2 separate regions of the Zea mays genome follow, and region 2 is linked to region 1. Evidence: chromatin contacts called from public Hi-C data. All regions are on one chromosome and are shown on one strand. The core of a region is the stretch at or near the end of the contact, and the rest is flanking DNA. Distances in the headings are between cores, read along the strand shown. Region 1 holds the start of LOC100384354. Region 2 holds the start of LOC103634500 (transcription factor bHLH140).

Region 1 (5,201 bases), core at 557-3,056:
TCTCCCAAAAATCTTCTGTTCCACACATCCACATTTTGGCATCAGTCTTAAAAGAAGGTTTGGATCTTAAGTCAAACCATATCTGCCTGATTGACACAGGTAAACCATCTCTCTCTTCATGTGACAAAAGTATCTGCAGAAATGACCAGATTCCACGTGGTTTCCATTCCCCTGTAGCTTCATCCCAGTCTTGAGTAAGACGTAGCTGATCAACTTCTATAATGCATTCATCACCTTCATCAGGGAAAAGGACTTTCCTTTCCATAGAGCCTTCAGCATGATCAGCAATAACACCTTCCCAGTAGGAACTTTCTATGAGTGCGTCAACACAAAGTCCATAGCTTGCATGAGACACCTGCAGTGCTTGATGTGGACACATTGGCCTAATGTTGCCACGAATGAGTTCCTCAGGCATACTTGACTTACCATCAATGGCATCTGACACTTGAACATTCTCAACAAGAGGTGACCCATTTTCATCAATGAAATCAGTATATCTGACTGCGCGAGCATTTTCCAGAATACCAATAACAATAGCCTTATGCCAGGAGCCACGTAGTCCTTGATCACAACTCAGCACCTACAGAATAGAAAGACCTCAATGAATATCTCGGGCAATTCCATCCACAGTTTGAGGGCACACATAGTGACAGTGCAAAAAGAAAACTAGGGGTTAGCATATCCCATAATCATCATAAAAACAATGAACACATTGGAATCCTGAAGGAAACACAATTACACAAGGGGTGTGTTAAACGGGATAGTAAAACGTTACTATTTCATTAACAGACAGGTCAAATTCAATCGGTACATGCATCAAATTGGATCGCAAAAGAATAAAAAGTGATATATCAATTAAGTAATTCCTACCTAACTAATACAAGGGTGCCCAATTGGCAGGCATCAATTGCCAGCCCACAGAGGTAACTGGCATCAGCCACAAATCCAAAGAAATATACCTATTACAAATTAGCCACCTTGCTTAGATGTCAATAATAATACTACCCGAACTCACTGAGGGATGAAGCGAGAAGCCAAGATTCTGAACTATCTGCACGTGAATAAAGAAGGCTCACTGCCGCATCGCTGTTGCGGCTTGATAGCCATCTATGTGGCAGAACCTTCTACTAATATTGTCGCATTTCCGCATAGGGGAGTTAAGGTCGCTCCAAGTCACCAACCACCCAATATAAACTCCGCAGAGCAACTAAAAAATACATGGAAATACGTAATTAAGCACCCACTTCGCCGCAGATTAACAAAAGCATGTTATTCCTAACCAATAACCACCTGGATGCCCTCGCGATCATCCCCGGCAGCGGAGCGGCCGATGCTCGGTATCAAGGTTAACCGAGAATCGCCTGGTCACGACCCTGATCATGGGCGGTGACCTCAAGCATTGGAAACGCAATAAAATCGAAAACCCAGGCACCCTGCCCATCACCCGCGGACCATCGCCCTTAGCCGCAATGCGGTGGACCTCATCGCAAACGACGGCGCGGATGGCGCTCACCTCGACGACTTCGCCGACGAGGAGCTTCCTCCCGTCCCGTGCAGCCGCGGCGGCGGCAGGGGGCGACGACTTGCGGCGGCGCTTTCTAGCCGCCCCGCTCGCCATTGCGGAGCGCGGCTGCGGGGACTGGTGGGTGGGGTAGGGTTCAGTGCTTGTCGAATGGTGAGTGCCGCAGAATTGGGAGGTTGGACTAGTAGTCCCGGGATACGGGGAGGAGCCCAAGAGAAGGCAATGGAGGCGGCGGAGGACTATAGAGGGGGAGAACGAGAAGAGGAGAGAAGGTTTCGTGCTGTGGGAGGCGGTGGCGTTTGTTATGCGCGCTAGTTATGGACTGCGTAAAGTCGTGCGATTTTATTATCTTGGATTTGATTCGCCCAAATTTGAGTTGTTTCCTTCGTTTTAAACGGTGGGTGAAGCATCTTTAATAAAAAGTGCTAGTTATAAAAATTAAAATAATACATCATTTACAATATTTGGGACCATAAAAAACATTTATAGCTACAACCTTTGAGTCATATTATATTATTAAGAAATAGATCACGTCATTTAGAAAATAAAAGGTTATAAATACCGTATAAAACAAGAATAGAGCTCTAGCATATAAGGTCCTCTAATATCGCTCTAGAGCAAAACTATATTACGGAGCTGACCAGAGCCTGCCAAACAACCTAACTCTATATTTGTAAACTTTATAGAGTTTTCAAAGCTGTTGTACAATTTTTGGAGTATCTCTTTTAGTGCTTCGAAAACTCTAAAAAAAAGCAACCTAGATATAGAGTTTGGAGTTATTTATACATCACTGCTTATGAGAAATCAACCTAAATTCTGAAGCAGAGCTGCTCCATCTAGAATTTTGGAGTAGAATTTCTCAAAGGTGGGGTAGAGTTATACTAAACACCCTCTTAGAATATGAGAAGCCGAGTAATATAATTAGTTATAATTTTTTGTGAAATAAAACCTTTGCAGAAGTAGCTTTTTAGTGTTAAAATCATATATTTCAAAATACAACTTCTCCTGTTCGACATGCGTGGAATCTGTGTTCTTTTGTCTCTTTTATTTATTATATAAAATGGAAATGTTTATATAAACTAGTACTTTTTGGGAACGCACTACTTGTGTTGTGCGTGTATACCGTCCTAGCGCTGCTTGTGCTTGCTGCACGGCTTCAGCCTTTCAGCGTTGGCAACTTTTGCATGAAGGATCAGATGACCCGAAAAATCCAAATTGGAGAGAGATAGAGGAAATAAAATATTGCCCGCAAATGTCAAGATCGTCCTCATTCGCGTTGCTTTGTACGTTTCGAGCATGAGGAGAGAGAACCATTGGGACGTTTGTGCATGTGCATTCATTTAGGATTTAGGTTACTGACAGTTCGTTTCAGTTGTTAAGACTGCCACAACTATAATTTATAAAGATAAAATATTTTATAAATAGTAGAAGTTGGTATGAATTAAAATTAAACGAACAAGTTAGCGCATGGTCCTCCTGTCTCCCTCTCTCCTGCATGCCGACAATAGGAGCACCGTGAAGGCCACACCGGACGCCCTACACGGCGGTATTTTTCTCTCCCTCGTTCTATGTGGTGAGCGCTAAACATCATGTCGATCTCGTGTTTTATGCCTATAAGTAATTGTTAGTTGAAGAAAAATAATAATAAATAATAAGTAGGTAAAAGAAATGATATTTTATAGCTGTAGTGGAGTGTAGGGAAATAATTTATAGTAATCGGGGTAAAATTTTGGCGTGACGTAAATATAGGTATAGAGGAATAAATTTAGAAGGAACCGATGCGGACAATCTTAGATAAAAGTTTCAACCTTTTATGATTGGTGACTACTCCAAGTCCAATTTTATCATTGTTTTTGACATAACTCCACGTAGCAATACATGATTAATTAGAGTAGATATTTTTTGTTCTATCCGTATTAAATAGATCATAGTGTGCATTTATACAACAACTTCGCGGAGCTCATATGGTTATTGGTTGAGGCCAATACTTATGAGGAAGTGATTTCGAGGTTGAGTCCTCTTAGACTACTAGGTGAGTGTCTGTGCGTTACAACGGAACCGTATAATAACACGATAATTATGTACATATGTGTGTTATATTGTTATAAGTATGTGTCTATACGTTGCGACGGAAATAAAAGATTTGTATGAAACATTGATACGGAACGACAAACATCACTATATAATATGCAAAATCCGTGTTTTTCATTATCAATATCACACAAATTATTTCTAAAAAGATAATTTAGAATTTTTAATTACAGACAAATGTGTCGACAACCGTACACTAATCAGCTAATCCTTTTTAGCGATATCGATAAGTCTCTGTTGTATGTTTGCAGGGATGGCATATCGGCACGAATTGTCCTCATAACTTAACAGATCAATCACAAAGTTCCTTCGAAGAATATTTGCATTCTACAGACAAAGACATAAGAGAACAAAACGTATTATATTGTAAAACGAGGTAGCTGGAATGTATGTTTTGAACATAAAACGAACGTACTACACTCACCCCAACAAATTTCATTCGTCTGTCATTCCCCCACATGGTCATAACTTGTAGAACGAGGTAGCTGGTATTAAACCTATAGAATAATGTTTGGCCAACTATGTTTTATACAATGATTATCATAAAAAAATTAAACTGCTGAGAAGGTACGAAGAAAATACCCTCTTAAGTCAATTGGAACACCAGTCTGAATTGTATGTTCCCACTTAAAGATATCCTCCGCCCATCCAGAACGTTTCTTGTTGTAAGCAATCTTATATTTCTTTGAGGCCATGATAATAGCTTCCGCAAACCTCTTGTATGGCATGTGTTTACACCAATCTTGAGTCGGTGTAAAGTCGATAAAAGTCACATGCTTTTAACATGATCTATTACGAAAAGGGCGTGACATTCGTTGAATTTTCATGGCATAAGAACCTGCAAAATATCAGTCATTAGGATTGCAAAGAAGGGTCCTTTATAAATACATTCGAAATGAACACATACTTACATATTTACAACCCGTGATATAATAATTCATTGATGGCCAACAATCGAGTGTTTTGGCTAACTCTTCTACTGTAGGATCCTGATGGTACTTTGGAGGAGCTTGTGCTTGACGACTGCTTTATACACCACCACGACTCAAAACTCTCCCTAAGTTCCACAACCGAAGAATCTATTGCAGTGAGGTGGGGGAGGGACAGGAGCTTGATGTTGTCGACGGAGGTGACAGGGCGTTCGGCGTGGGATCCAAGGGGACAGCTCGAGCAGCATCCTCTTGTCGTCTTGCGTCTAGAGGAGGCCGGGATGAGGCAGCGACGCTTGCGCTGCATGTCTTCAACGCAGAGCACGGAGAAGGCAACAACGCAGTTTCGATGCGGAGCTCGGCGAGGTGCCACGGTGTGGGTGGCAGAGCGAAGAAGAAGGGCTCTGTGACTTCAGGGCGGGCAGCAAGGAGTAGTATAGATATGCACATCAGGAGATTAGAAAAACATTCTCATAAGATTCATACCCTATTTTATAAATCTAAAATTTAGCATTGCAACAAGACAGATATACATGTATATAGCTACAAAAAAGAAAAGTAATATGTGGAGTACATGTCCACAAATGGGGAGGCAACAACTACAACGCCTTCGTCACCGGCTTCTTCTATGTGCGGGTGCATGGTCATGCCACCGCCGC
Region 2 (5,466 bases), core at 2,257-4,756, 410 kb before region 1:
GCCTGTTTTTCTGAAGAAGATGTGAAGGGAAGGGAGATTTACAGATGGCGATGTGGGATTTCAGTTTCGGGATGTTTGGATGAGCGCTCCTGCACCTGTGGCACCGGAGTTCCATAGCGAGTACCTTTTCATCACTGCTGGTGGTTGTTGATCCATTTTGTTCAATCTCCTCAATCACATCAACAGAATCACGGAAAAATGATGTGGTGAAGGAGTTCCAATGTTTCTTATTTTTCAAGCTTGCAGAGTTGAAATCCTGGCTAATGATGTGAAGATGCAATTGTCGCATTGATGGAACCTGTAACAAAAAAACATGTGAAATTAAGTAATGAGGTTATCACACTACAGTTACGGATGATGACATGCAATGATGGACCAGTTCACAAAAGATGAGGCAGTTCCTCAAATTAAAACACTCTACTTCTCAAGGAAAGTTCAAGGAAGCGAACTTGAGTTTGATCATACCGAATGGTATCCAAGTCTGAATTCCAAAGCCGCATCTTCCTCTAGGAACTTATGTGCCCACTTCACCCCAGCTGAATGCATCCTCCTCAACAAAGGCAAGTGTTCTTTCTTGACATCTGCTAGAGAGTCAAGACCATCCATTCTAGCTATCACCAAAACATGCCTTTTGGCCTGCGTATATAAAGAGTTTTGTTAAAATGACAAGTGGATCACTGAATATCATTAAAAAGTACACAACAGAAAAGGTGTAATTAGAAAATTCCGTAATAAACCTTTGGATAGAGATCTTTCAGAACAACATATTCATCTGATGTCTCTAGAATAGAATCTGAGTTCTTGTATTTTTCTGGGTTCATGGCAAGTTCGTAAAGAGACTGAGCCCAGGATCCCCAAGTCTTACTGGTAACCACATCATTCCTTTTGTTGTCTACTTGTCTAGTTTGGCTAGGAGCAGCAGATGAAGTCATGGCATTATCATGGCAATTTGGAGCATTAACCTTTGTACACTCATGCTGTCGCTTTGCAGTCATGATGGGTTGAAACAACTTATGTTTTTTCATCCTTTCAGATTCATGGTTGTCCTCTCGCTTCATTTTTGTGTCATTGGGCGATATCCTTCCAGACGCTGACTTTTCTGCTCCAGACTCATTGTTCTGCTTTCCCATGTAGCTCTGCACAATAGATGCAAAATTCTCAAAAAGTGAAGTGTATGCTTCACGAAGAATCTTAGACCCTCTGGTATAGTCATTCTTAAGACAGTCTGGTCGCATTGGATTCATATTTGGCCCGAGCACATGTATGACATGCGTCACACCTTCCCGTTGATGCAGAGGAGAAGTTGATGGAAGTGGAACAACTACAGAGGTTCCTGGCCTCAGTGCATCAGCACATTTTTTAGTAGCATGTTGTAAAGATTCTCCAGCAGCACTATATATTGCTGTATTAACCCCTCCACCTCCAGGTTTTAGCCTCCTGCGTAAAAGGGCACAAATATCATCTCCCTGTGTGTAATAAGGTTACTGACCTTCTCCAAAAGCGAAACAGCCAGTTTGGTTCGCCCAGAAACATAATAACACAACTTGTTCAAAAAGAAGAAACATAACAACACATGATTCAACAAAAGGAAGATATTTAGACATAATGATTCCCTTATAGACAAGGAAACGTAATATTTAAATAACCAAAATCATTACCAATTGGCAGCATTACCAATCACGCTGCACTGAAGACCTCCTTTTGTGTGCAACTGAGTGATATCTCCCACGTATGTGAAAAATCTGTTGGAGTCGATGCTCTTCTTAGCAGCCTTCTGTTTGACCAATGACAAAATTCTTGATTTCTCACTCAGGTCTACAAGAACTAGTCTTATATTATCAAACTTCTGCAAGAAATTAGCAGCTGTGTCCACTATAATATCAGATGCTCTGTCAAGATCAAATTGGAAGTCAGCTGTAGAAATAGATGGAAATGCCAGAGTACGGGAACCAACATCACAATAATCACTTCCTTTAGCATGCTCTTCATTTTCCATCTTGTCATTTAATCCCTTCTCAACTTCCATGGAACAGGCAAAACCAGCTTCAACATTTTCCTGTTTTGGCAAAGGATTTTGCTGCGCTGGCTTTATTTCTGTCAATGCCTGCTTAGGTCCGCTAGATGTCTCAACAACAGAAGCATCAGTTTTCTTTAGAAACTTCATTATACCAACTTGTACGGGTCTTTTGCTCTTCTGACCAAAAACTCCTGATGGAAGACTATCTGAAGGCCCTAAACCATTATACAAGTCAACTGCTTTTTTAATGTCGCCATCATCATTACAGCACATGATCCGACTGAAACCTTCTGTGAGCAAGGGTGTCTCCTTCTTCTGCAGCATGCGGTTCACAACAAGGGCAGCCTTCCCACCCTGCAGATTTCCTTCATGGCCCTTTCGGCTCACTGCACGTGAGATACAGACCTTTGCAGGTAGATCCAGGGAGACAGCGTGCACATCTGCGCGCAATGTGCCTCCCAGCTTCACAAAATCAGCACGCTGCTCACGTTCCAAGTTGCAGCGGTCGACAAGAACACTCTTGCCCTCCTTCAAAGCATCTGATGCAGCCTTCAAGCACTGTATTTTTGTCCCAGCTTTGCCGTTCCCTATTGTATCCTGGATAACAGTAAGCACCAAAACAGAGTTCTGTCAAGCTGTGCCAAACTGTTGTGGCAGTTAATGAACAGCCGTTGTGAAACTTTAAAACACCATGAATAAAATTGTCTAGACAAAGTGCAATCCAAGTTGATTGGTAATGAAGACATTATTTGGGATTCTCTGCTTCCTTGTGTGCGATGCCCTTATTCTAACATACTAAATTGTTATTACAGTATTGATCAAATAAACAGTGAACAGTGAAGTAAACAATGAAGTCTCCATATGAGAGCATAGATGGACTCGCAAAGACGAAATTTCGACCAAATTTCAACTATTCAAAAAGTGTGTTTCCCAATTAAGTAGCAATTGTCTTGAAACACCACATATGTGGATGCAAGGGATAACTAGCAAAGGTCAGCACATTTGTAGGCATTGAAAGCTGAGACCAAGAGCGACGGAGAACCCACCTGGCAGACGCGAACCCAGTGGCGGCCGGCGGTGGAGCCGCCAACCACGGCATCTGCAAACGTGGACTTGCCGCTGCCCGGTGGGCCCACCAGTACCACCATCACCTGCTTGCGGCCGCGCTCATCCCCCTTCGTCTCCGCGCCCGCGCCTGCACCTGCACCTGCACCGACGGTTCGAGACAGCACGCGCTAGGGTTTAAGCGGCGACGGCGGGAGCTGTTCGATTAGGCGAAGGAAACGGAAAAAAAATATTTGTCTCGGGGGCACCTATGGCTGCCGACGGAGGTGGTGGAGCGGAGCTGGAGCCGCCCGCGTCAGAATCCATCTAGCAAAACGGAAGAAACCTGGTGTCCGATGCCGATGCGCAAAGGTGAGCGCGGAAAAGGCGAGAGACGGAGGAAGGGCCGATGGCCGAACGCTGAAGTGGAGGTAGCGACGCGGGAACAGGCGGGTTCTGGCCGTCCGCGGCTCAAGACGATCGAATCTGATACGTCGGTTACGCGACAGAGTCTAATCTGACGAGGGAGAAAAGAACAACGGAAAAAGAACAGTCAGGGCAAAAAATTTGTGTGGCTGCTGGGATTCGAGCCCAGGTCTCTACGGCCACAACGTAGAATTCTTACCACTAAACTACAGCCACATTGTTGTAAGATTTCATAACCACATTTATTAGTTCTATATAACATGACACCTGTTTCGTGCAATCACACATTTCTATGTTTTCTCGAAAATCTTCGGCAGACCAGTGTCTGTGGTCAATACAGTACATTACGAATACACACAATTCTCTCGTCTAGCACTGCATAATCGCCCTTTATCCTCCAATCAAGTAGAGACAGTCTAAAGGCTAGTACTCGTTGAAGTGTATGGCGCCGAGCTTCCACACGAGGAAGGCGGTGCCGAACATGATGGTGGTGATGAGCGTGAAGGAGACGAGGACGAGGAAGACGTCCACCCCGAACGGCAGCTCGAACGTCCACCCGTCCTTGGGCATCCCGCGCTTGCTGTCGTCGAACAGGTTGCCCGGCGCCTCGGGTAGGCGCGACCCACGCCGCCCGCCCCCGCCCCCGCCCCCGGCCTTCTTCGCGTCCGCCTCGCGCAGCGCGTCCAGCACACCGCTCCCGAACTCCGGTTTGGCCGGTTTCGACGAAGACCCTTTCACCGACGGCTCTGCGTACTTCCCCAGCACGCGCGCCGCCCGCAGCCGCTCCCGCGCCGTCAGCGGCGCCCGCTTCGGCGGCTCGCTCGGCGCGCTGCCGTTGGCGTCGGCGACCGGCTGCTGCGGCTGGCCGTTGCCGGGCGTCACCGGGGATCTCTCGGCGCTCGGAACGGGAGAGCCTGGGAGAGGAGGGGTGCTGGTAGTTCCTTGTGCCGCGGCCGGCGCCGCTTGGTCGTTGTCCGTGGCCCGCCGCCAGCTGGTTCTTGCATGCTTATTATTCCTCGCCGGGTAGCTTAGCCGGAGGAGCTCGGGTGGGAGCTTCTGGAAAGCTGCAGCTGCCGCCGCCTTCTGGAAAGGATGCCTCGAGCAAAAGATCAGCTGGGTGTAGTACGACGAAGATCTTGGCACTCCTGTTAGCTGTGCACATGACTGACATGAGAGGTATCATCAGGAAGCAAGAAGATGAGTTAGAGCAGAAGAGCTTACTTTTGCAGTGGCCCTGGGCAACGAGGAGCTGAGGCTGGTAGCAGCCATCTTCCTCTCATTCGCTCGGCCACAGCATTTTGTGCTCGAGGCCAGTGAAGATAGCTTTCGTCTTGAGGATGAGGCTGTCCACTAATCGGAAGCTGTGGCGACTGGATAGATCCGAGAACACGTTGGGCTTGGGCCGAATTTGTTACACGTCCGTCATCAACCGTAGGCCCAGAGGCCAGAGTTGTCTTTTGGCATACAATCAAATCGACAACAATTTGGAATAAAAAAGATCCGATGCCAATTCTTCCTTTCATTTGGAAGAACCTTTTATTGTAGCATGCGTGGTGTGGAGAGGATAAACATTCGAAGCTCTCTGGCACTTTTGTTGCAATATAACATACCTTTTTTAATTAACTGGTTTCTTTTTTTTCTTTGTGATGTGTAAAACTTATATCTTCTGCGTTTTTGAGTCGATGGCGTATACCTTTTTAAAAATTAACTTGTTTCTTTTTTCCTTTGTGATGAGTAAAACTTATATCTTCCGCGTCTTTGAGTCGATGGCGAAAAACGCATTACATTCTTTTCACATGTTACAAAGGCAACACCCTTCATAGTTATGGCTTCGGTGTAGGCTAAATTCAGGATTGTAATCCCTTAGGACCGGTAGCACATTAGGAATACGAGTTTTGTTCATTCCCTTAGAAATGACTTTGGTTCTTTTCCATTGTTGCTTACGTGATCGCATTGGAGCTCTGCATTTCCTTAGGAAT

The links. Hi-C and Micro-C count contacts between places; a contact is called where the count stands out from the background.
Region 2: a contact with region 1 is called in a Hi-C map of ear, with 2.1 times the contacts expected there. The contact joins the promoter of LOC103634500 here to the promoter of LOC100384354 in region 1. A contact is called at or near these places in 2 of 25 Hi-C or Micro-C datasets (ear and tassel).

Annotation. Positions count from the first base shown.
Region 1 is chr1:44,889,904-44,895,104 of Zm-B73-REFERENCE-NAM-5.0, reverse strand. LOC100384354 reads right to left here and starts at 1,806. Exons shown (of 10, transcript NM_001353417.1): 1 at 1,514-1,806; 2 at 1-580. The coding sequence starts at 1,618. LOC100303814 reads right to left here. Exons shown (of 6, transcript NR_158632.1): 3 at 4,525-4,952; 4 at 4,196-4,451; 5 at 4,038-4,110; 6 at 3,686-3,940.
Region 2 is chr1:45,303,536-45,309,001 of Zm-B73-REFERENCE-NAM-5.0, reverse strand. LOC103634500 (transcription factor bHLH140) reads right to left here and starts at 3,506. Exons shown (of 6, transcript XM_008656304.4): 1 at 3,331-3,506; 2 at 3,064-3,224; 3 at 1,659-2,614; 4 at 738-1,437; 5 at 466-636; 6 at 1-298. The coding sequence starts at 3,388. LOC100382352 reads right to left here and starts at 4,812. Exons shown (of 2, transcript NM_001175098.1): 1 at 4,709-4,812; 2 at 3,787-4,639. The coding sequence starts at 4,756. The coding sequence ends at 3,911. TRNAH-GUG (transfer RNA histidin (anticodon GUG)) reads right to left here and starts at 3,703; the gene lies at 3,632-3,703.